2 separate regions of the Gossypium hirsutum genome follow, and region 2 is linked to region 1. A link is a contact called in public Hi-C data. All regions are on one chromosome and are shown on one strand. The core of a region is the stretch at or near the end of the contact, and the rest is flanking DNA. Distances in the headings are between cores, read along the strand shown. Region 1 holds the start of LOC107905964 (G-type lectin S-receptor-like serine/threonine-protein kinase At4g27290). Region 2 holds the start of LOC107905947 (pectinesterase).

What was found. Hi-C and Micro-C count contacts between places; a contact is called where the count stands out from the background.
Region 2: a contact with region 1 is called in a Hi-C map of hypocotyl, with 2.0 times the contacts expected there. The contact joins the promoter of LOC107905947 here to the promoter of LOC107905964 in region 1. A contact is called at or near these places in 2 of 34 Hi-C or Micro-C datasets (hypocotyl and leaf).

What each region holds. Positions count from the first base shown.
Region 1 is chrD05:15,135,125-15,137,824 of Gossypium_hirsutum_v2.1, forward strand. LOC107905964 (G-type lectin S-receptor-like serine/threonine-protein kinase At4g27290) reads left to right here and starts at 1,343. Exons shown (of 7, transcript XM_016832767.2): 1 at 1,343-2,700. The coding sequence starts at 1,486.
Region 2 is chrD05:15,266,169-15,268,868 of Gossypium_hirsutum_v2.1, forward strand. LOC107905947 (pectinesterase) reads left to right here and starts at 1,435. Exons shown (of 2, transcript XM_016832749.2): 1 at 1,435-2,700. The coding sequence starts at 2,096. LOC107905951 (nuclear transport factor 2B) reads left to right here. Exons shown (of 4, transcript XM_041093952.1): 3 at 1-198; 4 at 279-563. The coding sequence ends at 353.

The DNA.
Region 1 (2,700 bases), core at 93-2,592:
AGCTAATATTGATGGTTTTTAGTCCGAAATGAGTCATGTAAGAAGCTTCCTTGGAGCAGCAAATCATTTTTATATTTAATCTTAGCTGTGGAGCAAATGGAAGACCAGGCAGGCCCTGATTTCCAACCACTCCAACTACAATTTCTTTTGAAGGGTCAATTATGAATCACCCATCTCATGTCTTCAAGTTCTCTTTCAGAAACAGATGAACTGATCTAAGAACGTGAACAAATTTCTAAGCACCAAATCTTCCTGTTTTCCACTTTGGCTTATGAATTTTCTTTTTCTTTTTTTTTTTTACTTTCAAGAAATTGCAATGTGTACAGTTGAAGCCCCCAGCAGTATTGAAAATTCAACCGGGGCATTTGGAAAGTCAAGTCCAGAGATGATTAGTCCCCATTTTTTTCTGTTATTTTTTATAAAATCTTCTAATATAGTGGATGAGGACGCCCTACCAACCAACGAAAAAATTTATATATTCAACAACCAGATCTTTGATGTGTGGATATTTTCTGACACGTTAGAAGGTTTTTTTTCTAAGCCAAATTTATTTAATAAAAAGAAAATCTTATTACATAAAACACGTAAAAGGTTGTGATGTCAGGTTTCTTGGATCATTGAAGTTATGGATACAACAGCTTTGTCTTAAAGTATGAGACACTAACCGTATTACATCACAAAAAAGTTATAGCAGAATTGTTACATAATCTTTTTTTACATGGGGCACTCTCATCATCATCATCATCATCATCATCGAATGCTCCCACATTCTGAATCATTGACTTACATGCAACATCAATGATAAATTATGAAATATATCTAATATATTAATGATTATATGTAAAAATACCTACCAGACTAACTTTTTGCTAGTGTCTACATTAGTTCCCTAGGTTTTTTTCTACTTTGAATTGAGACAAAGACTGTGTCAAGGGCAGAAAGGCTTTTGGCTTAACAGCACTGAAAAAAGATCATCCTTCGAAAGCTACACCATTCGAGCCAAAAGATGATAAATGATACTACAAATTTCTTGTCTTAATATACTGTAAACATGGCTCATCACTCATCGTCCCTCTTAGTTCTTTTTGAGCCATGCAGAGCAATTCGATACACAGCACTTATTAACAAATTGGTCATGAAATAAAGGTAGAAAGTTGAAATATAATGGAATAATCTTTCTTTTTGTTACTAATTTTATGCAAATGCACTGTTAGTATATATTTGCTTGAGATTAAACTCGAGATTGAAAATTTGAACAATATTTTTATGATCACTTCCCTTATAATTCAGTCCTTGATGAATTTTTTAACTATGAATTATGGTGGGGGCTGCTTATCCACCCACTCCGCACTAAAATAAGCCTTCTGCATTCGACTAGTCAATTAAATGCCTAGACTCTCCAACTTACTGTTTCACACGAGGGGGAAAAGGTGCTAAATACGTGAACCCGAATTTAATGTAGAGAAATGGAAGATCCACAAATTCATGGGGAAATTGAAAGGCAACCTCTTGTTTTTTTTATCTCTAGTATTTTTGTTCTTAGAAAGTTCGATTGCCGTTGATACCATAACTCCAGCAGATTCCATCAACGACAGCCAGACAATAGTGTCCGCGGGTCATAAATTTGAACTAGGTTTCTTCAATACCGGGGATTCCAATTATCGATATCTAGGAATATGGTACAAGAACATTCCGGTTCGGACTGTTGTTTGGGTCGCAAACAGAGAGTTCCCGCTTGAAAATAATTCTGGTTTATTAAAACTTGGCGATGATGGAACACTGTCCATTGTCAATGAATCAAGGAGCATTATCTGGTCTTCGAATTCATCGCTGACGGCTAAAAATCCAGTTGCGGAGTTGTTAGATACTGGGAATCTCGTTGTGAAGGATGCAGGGGATGACAATGATGAGAGGTACTTATGGCAAAGCTTCGACTATCCATCAGACACATTATTACCGGGAATGAAACTTGGTTGGAACAAGAAAACCGGTCTCAATAGACATCTTACTTCATGGAAAAGTTCGGACGATCCTTCTCCTGGAGAATATACTTATAGCGTTGATCCTCGTGGACTTCCTCAACTCGTCCTTCGCAAGGGTTCCGACGAGCAGTTCCGGAGTGGACCATGGTATGGAACACAGTTTAGTGGTGTGCCAGTTTTGAAGGTAAACCCAGTTTTTACTCCAATATTTGTCTCCAACGCCGATGAAGTCTATTATTCATATAACATAACAGCCAACATCCCATCGAGGTTCGTGTTGAGTCAATCTGGATCGGTTCAACACCTTTCCTGGAATGATCGCCACTCTAACTGGTACCTCATATTCACTGTCCAAGAAGATAGATGTGATAACTATGACTTGTGTGGTAGTTACGGTATTTGCAACATTAACAGGACTCCCAACTGTGACTGCTTGAAGGGCTTTGAGCCCAAATCGTCCAAAGACTGGGATGTCCTTGACTGGTCTGGTGGATGTGTACGAAAAGATCCACATATATGCCATGAAGGAGAAGGGTTTGTGAAATTCACAGGGCTGAAACTGCCGGATGCATCGCAGTTTAGGGTGAATGTAAGTATGACAATCGGAGATTGCGAGGCGGAGTGCCTGAAGAATTGTTCTTGCGCTGCTTATGCTAAATTAGACATTAGAGGCACAGGGAATGGCTGTGTAACCTGGTATGAAGACCTAATTGATATT
Region 2 (2,700 bases), core at 185-2,684, 130 kb after region 1:
TCCATGTTGACCTTTGAGGGCCATAAGATACAAGGTGTTGAGGACATCACTGCTAAGCTTACCAGTCTGCCATTTGATCAATGCCGACATGTAATCAACACCATAGATTCGCAACCTTCTTTCTCTGGCGGCATTGTCGTCTTCATCAGTGGCAGTCTCCAGTTGCCTGGAGAGGAGCACCATTTACGGTTCAGCCAGGTTAGGTATTTCTTACTCAAAGCTTGGTTCTCATTCTTAATTAATACAATTTTAGTCTCTAATTTTTAATGGTATAACAGATGTTTCATCTAATCCCCATGCTTGAAGGAAACTTCTACGTGCAGAATGACATATTCCGCCTGAACTATGGATGAATGGTTCTTTTTCCCATTCAATCATTTGTTGTTCAACACACATTTCTTGGATAAAACTCTATAATCACTGATCAATTTGTTCCTTTAGTATCGTTATATTCATTGTTGTCTGCATTTATCCTCCTCCTTGGATTACTAAAGCTGTAGTTTACATCAAAGGCTGCCTGCCTGCATTGTTATTTCGGTTTAATATAATAAGAGATTGCGATATCGATATTCGAGTTTTAAGCTTAAACGTTACCTGCTAAGGTTGACAGCTGACTCCGCATTCAAGTACTAAACCTAGTTTATGGATGGATCAGTCAGATGGGATCCTTTGAAAAGCTAGTTGGGCCATTTTGATTTATTTGTTCGTGGACCATTTCGAATGGGTAATTGTTTGGGATGGGCTAAGAGTAAACAACTCTCTAGGTATTGTAAAGAAACAGCAAGATTAAAGCAAATATCAATGTCCTTTTCGAGTTGAAAGATAAGAACCCAGAACCATAAACTAGTATAAGTTTATGTAAATTTAAGTTTTTAAAATACGTTTAGTTGTTCCCCCTTCAAATTTAATAGAAGTTGGCCTTGCACTCTTGTCGTTTTTCCAATAAATCATGTTGGGTTCCTCCAAATTTATAAATTTAAGTTTTTTAAATACGTTTAGTTGTTCCCAATGTTTAAACTTAGACAAAGTTCTAGGAAGAAAAGATGAAGAAGGGTAAAGGAAAAAGGACAATAATAAATATTTATTTAAAAAAAAAGAATGGTAAACAAAGGTAAGTAGAGTAGGTGAAGTGATTGAATTTATCGCTATCGTTCAAGCAAATCAATGAAATGCTGTTGTTTGTGGCAAGAGTTCCCATTGGGTTTATTGTTCTTTTAATGGTGATATTCAGCAATTCCATGATGGCTCACATTATAAGCGGATCTAAAATCCTCCACTTGGATTCTAAAGTGGCAGACAGTGCCATCATGATCCCTTGCTTTTCCTAAGTCATCGCTCAATAGATTTTATTCAAAAGCTGGACGTGTTCTATTATAAATAACCAAGCATTCACATACATATGTGCTTCATTTTGTATTCTTTAGTAAGTATTGTTTTTGTTCCAATTTGATTATATTTATGTTTTTAAAAGTATTGGGTGTGTTTCCGTATTAAAATATTGTCTCAGCCGAATATGTGTAAGATAATGATATGCACCTTATGCAATGTCTTTGAGCACTCCTCGTGTATTTATGAACCATTTGAACATGTAGCAATTTCATAACCATTCAACAGTTTTAGTTGAATGTTTCAAGCACTCGGAAAATTGTCAATAATTAAAGATAATAATGAGAAAGGTTTGATGTTTAGATTTAGTTGAAGGAACAAAAGGTTCGACCTTGTTCCTGAGCTAAATAGCCTTAGCTCTAATGTTGCCGCTTAGCCATTGAGGGACCCGGAGAAAAGGAACAGCCTAAAGCATGGTTACAAATGTCCCAGTTTTCCAAAGTTGACAAATGATCCACTGAGAAAACTTGATCATCTCAAGACTCAAATCCTGGTTAATGATAACTTCCATCTTCATTCATGGCGTTAATTATTTACCTTTTTTTTTTATTATCCATGTGTAACTGTTTCATACATTATCCCCTTATGTGCTTTACTTCAATGTTGTGATTAAGAAAATCCCGTACTGGACTCCCTTGCTTATTTAAGGATTATGTAGCGCAAAAGAGCCTACTACTGCAGTTAAGCGTATCAAGCTTACTTAAATACCATGGCTAATATCCGTCAGCCTTTACTAGACAGACCAAGAGGTTCTTACAGCAGGGATTGCCCCCTAATTTTCACATTGGTACTTCTAATATGCTTAGCTGCCCTGGTTGCTATCCCTTTAGTAAGATTCAGCTCCTTCGATGCTAATCATCCATATAAATATTGTGAGAGAGCTGTTGACCAGAAATCATGTTCAGCCTTGCTCTCTGAAGTAGCCTCAAAGACAACCGTGAGAACGAAGGGTGTTGATCTGCTACATGCTTTCTTAGAGCGATCTGCTTCTGATATACAAAATGTCATCAACCAGGCTCGCAACTTCAACGATGGAATCAATAATCGTAGAGAGCAAGCGAGTTCGGCTGATTGTCTGGAGTTGATGGAGTTATCCAGGGACAGGATCATGGATTCTATGGTTGGTGTTGAAAAACAAGATGTTAATTGGCATTCAAATGCTCAGGCGTGGCTGAGCAGCGTGCTGACAAACCATGTGACGTGCTTGGATGGGCTACAAGGGTCAGTGAGGACCCTTATGGAGCCAGGGCTCAGCGACCTTATATCGAAAGCAAGAACTTCCCTGGCCATTTTGGTTTCCGTTTCTCCTACGAA